Regions from separate parts of the Sus scrofa genome. Here region 2 is linked to region 1. Evidence: chromatin contacts called from public HiChIP or PLAC-seq data. All regions are on one chromosome and are shown on one strand. The core of a region is the stretch at or near the end of the contact, and the rest is flanking DNA. Distances in the headings are between cores, read along the strand shown. Region 1 holds the start of SPAST (spastin). Region 2 holds the start of MEMO1 (mediator of cell motility 1).

Evidence for each region. HiChIP or PLAC-seq counts read pairs in DNA pulled down with a chosen protein or histone mark.
Region 2: a contact with region 1 is called in an H3K27ac HiChIP or PLAC-seq map of skeletal muscle. The contact joins the promoter of MEMO1 here to the promoter of SPAST in region 1. A contact is called at or near these places in 1 of 5 promoter capture datasets (liver), 11 of 47 Hi-C or Micro-C datasets (alveolar macrophages, blood, embryonic fibroblasts and 4 more) and 2 of 2 datasets of contacts at active chromatin or transcription factors (alveolar macrophages and skeletal muscle).

The regions. Positions count from the first base shown.
Region 1 is chr3:107,506,755-107,510,983 of Sscrofa11.1, forward strand. SPAST (spastin) reads right to left here and starts at 1,858. Exons shown (of 18, transcript NM_213749.1): 1 at 1,451-1,858. The coding sequence starts at 1,607.
Region 2 is chr3:107,540,056-107,544,284 of Sscrofa11.1, forward strand. It overlaps MEMO1 (mediator of cell motility 1), which reads left to right and starts at 2,421. Exons shown (of 9, transcript NM_001244877.1): 1 at 2,421-2,870. The coding sequence starts at 2,810.

The DNA.
Region 1 (4,229 bases), core at 608-3,107:
TAATTTACATTTAAGTATTTTATCTATTTTTTTCCCACCTCCCACTCCCTCCTGGCCAATTTACACTTAAGTATTTTAATAGGAATTAAATATAAGTGATACAGGCATATATGTGATACCCAAAGATAAGTCACCAGCATGAAACCCAAGGCCTGAATTTCACTTCAATTCTTTACCCCTAACAGGGAACTGATTTTTCTTTAAATCTAAGAGTCTAGTGTCTTTTTAACCCAGTGTTAACAAAATTTCTTTGTATTTGCAGGCATTCTAAAACAGCTTTGACTTACATTAGTAAATTTCAGAAGACTCTATTATAATAGAAAAGTGCAATAAAGCAGTGCCTCTCTAGGAAGGGATGATGGTAGTCTTCTAAATAATGGACAATGCAAATGAGAAGTTAGAGGGAAAAGATCTCAGCATAATGGAGTTGGAATGAAAAGAGGGATTTTCAAAATGTTATAAGACTCCTAACTTCATTTGTCATCTTTCATAAAAACTTCTTTCATTAGTAATTAGCATAGGTTTGGAATGACCTGCTTTAATCTTTTGAGTCTCGGTTTGTTAAGTAAAATGCTGATATTAACAGTACCTTCACCTGTGAGGATTAAACAGATTAATACAAAGCTAAGAGGACACAGTGCAAGGCACATAGAAAGACTAAAAAACGTTAGCATAAAAGAAATCTGAAGGATGCAGTATCCTTGCTTTCATTCAGTAACATAAATCTTTAAATTTTATTGTAAAATGGTATGTATAGGTTAAACCTATTCGCTCAACTTTCAATTTAGAAATTTAGAGATTACCCTGGAATACTCATTTAGATAAGATCAAACAAACCAACCTTGGGCAAAAGTTTTACTCTAAAATAGAACTTTATTGAAAAATACTTGGAAGTCATTATATTGATAAAATGACTGACACGAAACTTTTAAAAAATAGTGCAAATTCGGCTGTAATCATATGCAGCTGTTCCTTTCAAAATTAACTCACCATTTGTTCTTTTCTCCTGACACTACAGTACTCTCCTTTCACTAAAAGCCTGTAACAAGGCACAGCTTCTTAGATATCAAAACCTTTTGGAAACCTGGCTCAGAGGAAGCCACTCACTGTTTACAGGGCTGGAAAGGATTCGTTTGGTCACTCTAGGACAACTGTCACTGTCACCAGCACGTCTGGGTGTCTTATAGGGGCTGGGTCATGCAGAAGTGTAAGGACAAACTAGTGTCTGTATGAAACAAAATCTACGGCTAGGGTGCCTAAAAGGGAAGAGGGTTTTAACTGAGAATCGCAGAGGATGAGGGGCTAACCATGGGGAGGAGTCTCGCGGAGCAGCTCAATTCCGGGGGGCACTGCCGGTTCCCGCAGAAAAAGAACGCAGGTGATGCCCTCCCTCGGCGACCCCACCGCTTTATTCCCGGCGCCGCCGCCTCCTTCCCTCAACCCCCGTTACCTTTCTCGTCCTCGTCGATGCGCAGGGCAACGGAGATGTACTCGAAGGCCTGTTTGTGGAAGGCTCGTACTCGTTCGACCTCCCCGCCTGGCACCGGCGCCGGGGGCGAGGCCGAGGCCGGGGCCGGCGCAGCCCGGGAGCTCCTCTTGGCGGCCATGAGGGCGCGGGAGAAGCGCTGGCAGAGCCACACGAAGAGGAGCCCCAAGTGGAAAGCGACCAAACGCAGCAGCGCGAAGCCTAAGAACAGCGGGTAGGAGAAGTAGTACAGGTTCCGCTTATGCGGCGATTGGGGCGGAGGGGCTGGCCTGGGGGCGGGGCGGGAGGAGGCCAGGCAGGGGGGCGGAGGCCTGGGAGGCACCGGGCTGCTGGGGCCGCCGGAGCCTTTCTTCTTCCCTCGTCCACCCGGAGAATTCATTCACAGCTCCCACTGCCGCCGCCGCCATAACCCGCCTTCCGCAGACCGACGGCGGTCAAGCGACGGCGGCGGCTACTGGGAGGGCAAGGGCCACAGACCCCCGCGCGCCCGCCGGTCCCAGGAGCTCTGCACCTCCGCGCGCAGCTGGACGGCCCCGCCCCTTTCTCCTCGCTAGGTCAGGAGCACAACCCCTTCTCCTCCTCCTTTGGTCGGTAGCTCCTGCCCCTCCCTTTCTCCGTCCTCTCTGCGGCTTGGTAACTCCGAGCGGCGGCCGCGCGTGCACGCGCACGCCCTCCCGTGTCTTTCTCGGCGCCTGCGCGAACGCCTCCGTCTTTGTTGACCTGAGCTCCTAGTGCGCGTGTGCGGGCCCCCGCCTCGCTATCGCTTCCCCGGGGAACTACATTTCCCAATATGCACTTCAGCCTACGTCGTCTTAAGGGACAGGTGGCCAGTCAACTTCGCTGCCCCGGGGAGCTCCTTAGCAGGGCACCTAGGACATCGACTCAGGAAATGGACCGCTGCGGCAGGGCTCTCTTGCAGAGACCTCGTTTTCTTATATTTCTTTCAACATTTTCTGCCAATCTTCCACGAAGAATGATTGATATGAGTTCCACTGCGGAAGTAATGGGTCCCAATCTGGGAATTATTATCTGAAAGGAGAGCAGTTGTAGGGATAAAAACTTAAGGTCACCGAAAACGAAGATGTTAGCTCATTGGAATCAAATCATCGGTTCCAGAGATTTAATTAAATTAGTGTATGTTTAGATACCTAATCCAAAGAATTGTTTGAGTAAAGAAATTCTTAGGTTTGGGCTGTAATCGTCCCATAGCTTACTGAGGAATCCAGACTGGGCTTTTTGTTTTTTCCCTTGCTTTTTCTTTTTTTAAACCGTTAGACGTCTCTTTCTTTGGAGAACTACTGCTTACCTCCGCTGCCTGTTTTCTAATGAGCTGCAAGCACGGAAAGCCGCCTACTATATCACAGAGGTTAATCATACTGTCCTAGAAACTGGAATCTTAGTTGGAGACACTGGGACAGAAGATCATCGTAAGAAATGAGTGCTCTCAAGAGCTGCTCTATCAGTTCATTTCATTTAGACTCCCAAAACTACCAGATTCCTGGTCTGGTCATTTACTGGGTAACCTATCTAATAACTATTCTATTTATATGATTTTTCTGCTTCTCTTGCTCCCTCTCCATCTCTCCTTCCCTCCTCTCTCTCCCTATCTTTCTCTTTTTGCTTGAGTTAGACATAATTGTTTTTGCCCAAAACTAAGGAATCCTAGTTTATAGAAAGTCTCCATTCTTTACAGTGTGGGTTTTACAAATTCTTCCAAGAATCTCCACATTCTGGCCACACTGTATCTATTTCCCACCACTACTCCCCTGCAAATAGATTCTGCAAAAGTGACCTTCCTGTTTCCTTCCTCTTGTTCCCTACCCCCTTTCCTACCTCTGTACTTACTTTCTGCCAGTTCCTTATTCTAAAATTCTTTTTTTTTTTCTTTTTGTCTTACAGTGGACATATTGCTAAGTAAACAATAGACCATTCTTTTTTTTTTTTTTTTTTTGGTCCTTTTAGGGCCACACCCATGGCATATGGGCTGCCTGGGCTAGGGGTCTAATCGGAGCTGTAGCCATTGGCCTACTCCACAGGCACAGCAATGCCAGATCCGAGCCACATCTTCAGCCTACACCACAGCTCACAGCAACGCCGGATCCTTAACCCACAGAGTGAGGCCAGGGATTGAACCAGCATCCTCATGGATACTAGTGGGGTTTGTCAACTACTGAGCCATGATGGGAACTCACTGTCTTCCCTCTTCTGAACCCCATAGTATTTTTGTTGTTGTTGTATGAAATGTATTCAGTTTATATAGAGATCGTGTAAACAAGATGTACACAATCAGCCCTCCATATCCATTGTTCTGCATCCAAATTCAATTGATGGCAAATAGAAATATTTGAAAAAAAATTCCAGAAAGTTCCCAAAAGCAAAACTTTAATTTGCCACATGGCCTGCAACTATTCACATAGCGTTTATATTGTATTAGGTATTGCAAGTAATCAAGAGATGATTTAAATTATATGGTAGAGGAGTTCCCGTCGTGGTGCAGTGGTTAACGGATCCGACTAGGAACCATGAGGTCTTGGGTTCGATCCCTGCCCTTGCTCAGTGGGTTAACGATCCGGCGTTGTCGTGAGCTGTGGTGTAGGTTGCAGACGCGGCTCGGATCCTGTGTTGCTGTGGCTCTGGCGTAGGCCGACAGCTACAGCTCCGATTCGACCCCTAGCCTGGGAACCTCCATATGCCGCGGGAGCGGCCCAAAGAAATAGCAAAAAAGACCAAAAAAAAGACAAAA
Region 2 (4,229 bases), core at 1,171-3,670, 34 kb after region 1:
AGTTTGATCAGTAAGAAAAATCTTTTGGGGAAAAAGATTCCAATTGAGCATTTTAATAGGAGGGGAGCTTAATTTTAGATGAGACTATTAGTTTGGAGTGAAACCTAGGTTTACTGCTAGGAGGAGGGGATAATGATAAACATTTAAAACAACAGTTTATAAGTTGTTTTCTAGTACCTTACTTAATGATTCTCACAGTGATCCTGTAAGTTAGATATTACCTTCTTTGGATTTGAAAGATGAGAAAACTGTGGGTTGAAAAGGTTAAGTGGCTAGATATTAGTTCATGAGTGACAGAGCTATCAAGTCTGTACACCATATCAATTTCCTTTTCTTGACAGTTACAATGAAAAGTTTATCATTTCAGCAGTTATCAGTGAGTTTTGGTGCTCCAGGAAGAGTACCGGGGAAATAGCTTCAGCTCTTCTTTTTCTCTAATCCCTAAATTGACTGTTTGCCCTGTGTGTGTGTGTGTGTGTGTGTGTGTAGCATAATATCCTAATATTTGGGCAGATTAGTGGTGAAGTGAAAGGGTCAAAAAGTGAATAAAGAGTTCCCTGATGACTCAGCGGGTTTCAGAGCCTGAGTTATCACCCCTGTGGGTCTGGTTGTTGCTGTGGCACAGGTTCAATCCCTGGCCCGGGAACTGCATGCCTCCAGCAAGGCCAGAAAAAAAAAAAAAAAAAAAAAAAAAAAGAACTATATAGATTGGAGATTTTTTCTTTTTAGCTTAAAAACAGTGTATAAAAAAGGTGTGAAAATCAGAAGTTCCACTGTTGACCAGGTTTTAGGACTGGCATCTTACACAAGATCCTTAGGCCTTAAAGTCGAAAAAGGTGGCAGGAGGGGTAGAAACAGGATACTACCTTAAAATAAAAAAGAAACAAAAACAAACTATTATTATGACACTAGGAAAATTTGAAAATTAAGCAGTCAGTTGTTTGCTTTGGACTCTGCTGGGGAATCTGTTTAATATGAAATTCAGATATAACAATTTTAAGGTTTAACCCCAAGTCTTTCATTGAGGGTATGAAACTTTCTTACTCTCTTCCTAGTTTTGTAAGTATTTCATAACAACATTTCCTCGGAGGTCAAAGGTATTCTACTTAGTTGTGATTCTTGTATAATTTTAAAGTCATTCTTTGTTCCTGATACTTAGGTGGAATATTGGGATTTAAAAGACAATGGAAGGTTAGGGAGTTCCCCTCGTGGCTCAGTGGTTAATGAATCCGACTAGGAACCATGAGGTTGTGGGTTCAATCCCTGGCCTCGCTCAGTGGGTTAAGGATCCAGCGTTGCTGTGAGTTGTGATGTAGGTCGCAGATGTGGCTGGGATCCTCCGTTGCTGTGGCTGTGGTGTAGGCCGTCGGCTACAGCTCCAGATAGACCCCTAGCCTGGGAACCTCCATACGCCGAGTGTGCGGCCATAGAAAAGACCAAAAGAAAAAAACAAACAAACAACAAAAAAGATAACGGGGGGTTGGAAATAATGTTTGTTGTATGACTACTCTATCAGACCCTTTACATTTATTGATTTTTATCCTGGGGACGCACCTTGAGTAGTGTTATGCCTATTTTAGAGATGAGAATAACTGAGGGCTGTTATATCACACTGCAGTCGTTACAGAGTTGAGACATGCAGTTACATAAATATAACTTGAAACAAGATAACCGTTTACGGTGTCAAAGCCATGGTTAGGTGGTAAAAGTGGCTCTCTGAAGCAAAAACTAGTATTTGCAGGATCACAGGCACACTACCATGCTCCTGCTTCTACAAATGCACTTCCCAACGTGGCCGCAGACACGCATGCCAAGGAGTGAAACCTTGCGGGGTAAGTATCCACTAAGGACTCCTGTTATGGTGGGGAAACCGGGGCGACTTTCCGCGTGGAGAGCTGCCTCTGCGTGTCCTCTGTGCTCTTCGTTTAAGGAAGTTGGCTGGGGGAGGGGGCTTGCCCTGCGGCTGCGTCCTGCTCCGCACGCCCTCCCCCTCCCAGCCTCTGCTGCCACTAAACCCCGGAGAGCGGAGCGTGCACGTTGAGAATCCTCGGCAGGCCTGGCCGCGGCTGCTGGGCATGCTCAGTGGGCAGGACTCGTTAGAGTGGCGAGTAAGGAAGCGTTGGCTCTTCTCCGGGTCTGCCTTCCCCGGTTCAGGCCCCGGCCCTGGGCTTTTGTGTGCGCGGAGCTGCAGCCGCCGCTGCCTCCTCGCGGGGCCGCCCGACCCCAGATGCCGTCTGGCCTGTCCGGTGTACGTCGTTAACCTCGCCGCGCGGCCGGAGGAGGAGCGGGGCGGGGCCGGCGGGCCCGCGGCCGGGCGGGCAGGAGGGCCCCGCTGGGGTAGGGGTGGGTGCGGGGAGTCCCGCGGGGGTGGGGGGAGGGGGCGGGCGCGGAGTCACGGGGGTGGGGTCACCGGCGTTGGCTCCGGGAGGCCGACCCGGAGGGGAGGGGGCCGTGGGGGCGGCTCGGCGGAACCTGCCCCGGCTGGGGAGCAGCGGCGACTCCGGGGGCCGGGGCCAGGGCTTTCCCGGCTTCGGTAAAGCCGCCGCGGGCCTCATCTTCCGGCGGTCGCCCGAGTTTGTGGTGATTGTTGCCGCCGCCGCCACCGCCCCGGCTGCCATCTCCTCCTCCTCCCGGCCGCCGCCTCCTCCTCTTCCTCCTCCTCCTGGGCCGGGCTGATCCCCTCCCCGCTGCCGCCTCCTCCTGGGCTGGGCCCGCGGTGTCTCGTCCCCTTGCGGAGCCGCTCCTGCCGCCGCCGCCGCCGCCGCCTCCTCATTCATCCTCGTGCACCATAGGCGGCACAGGCACCAAGATGTCCAACCGAGTGGTCTGCCGGGAAGCCAGTCACGCCGGGAGCTGGTACACAGCCTCAGGTAGGGCCCCAGGCCGGCCGGCCCGCCCGCCGCCGCTGCCGCCTGGCCCCGCGCCCGGCCGGCCGAGGTCGGCGGCTCGGCCCCGCGCGGCAGCGGGAGGGACCAGGGCGCGGACGGCCGCCGGCCGCGGACCGCGTGGGGAGGGAGCGGGCCGGAGGCGGGCCTCGCCGCCTCCCCCACCCGGGCGGCATCCCGCGGGGCAGCTCCGGGTCGGCCGGCCTCACGCTCTGCCCCGAGTTGGGCGAGAGGGGAGAGTTGCCGCCTGGGCAGCCTGCCCCCTCCCTCGGGACCAGGCTCGAGGAAAGAATGTGCTCCTGGTCCGAGCCTACTTATCGCCTCCCCCGGCTCTTGGGAAGCGGGCGGCGGGCCGCAGCCACCCCCGGCAGGACGGTTTGCACGGGGCCGAGCGACCCTCCGCCCTCCGGCCGCGGGAGGGACGCTCCTTCCTCTTCTCCCCTCTTCTTTCCTCTCCTCTCCGCCGGCGCTCCGAGCGTTGCCCGCGACCGGGGAGTTCTCAGGCTCCCGGGGCGCACGCCCGCTTCTGCCGGCCGGTGTCTGGCCAGGCGGTCTTGGCAGTTTAAAAGAGAGGCCGCATTTCCCCCTCAGCGTTCAGGTGCTCAGCCGGCTGGAGAAGAGCGAAGGGTAGTACTCGTTGGCGTTGCCAGACCAGAGGCAAGGTCTTGGCATGTGGGATCTGCGAGCAGAGGCCCTTTTCTGGGATTTGCAGCTCTGTCTGTTGGGGGTAGGGTAGAAGTATTACTAAGCAGAGGCTTGGGGTGGCCTCCCAGCTCTTTTGTCAGTGTTTTCATTGTTACTGTCATTCACGAAAGGGGCAGCTGGAGATGGCATCAGCACTTTTCCTGAGCAGCCTCTCCAGTCTCTAGTCGCTCAACACCGAGTAGGTGCTGGCACTACCTAATAACGCGTTGGGTCAGGTTTTGAGAGAGTTTATAGTCTTCTGTCGACACTGTCCAAAAACATTTTAGGGATCTTTATGTAAGAGAGAGTAGGGACTTTCCCTTTAATAAAGCTCTTGTTAGAACGACTGTTTTCTGGGGTTATTTTCAGGAGTCACATTTATGGTAAGTTGACAAAGTTGCACTGTGATTCCTGAGTTTTCAGTCATTTGCAGTTGGCCTGTCAATAACTAGACCCAGTTCTTTAATGCGGATGGGATCATGCTTCCTTTTGCAGTTAGCTGGGTTGGATAGTGACATGTTTTGTGAGAAAACAAAGATTTGGAGGAAAATTCATTTCTCTGAGGTTGCTAAACTCATTAAATACAAACACTTTACTGACTCACTGAATATTTGCTGTGTTAAGAAGATACAAAGAATTATGATGATATAGACTTGCAAG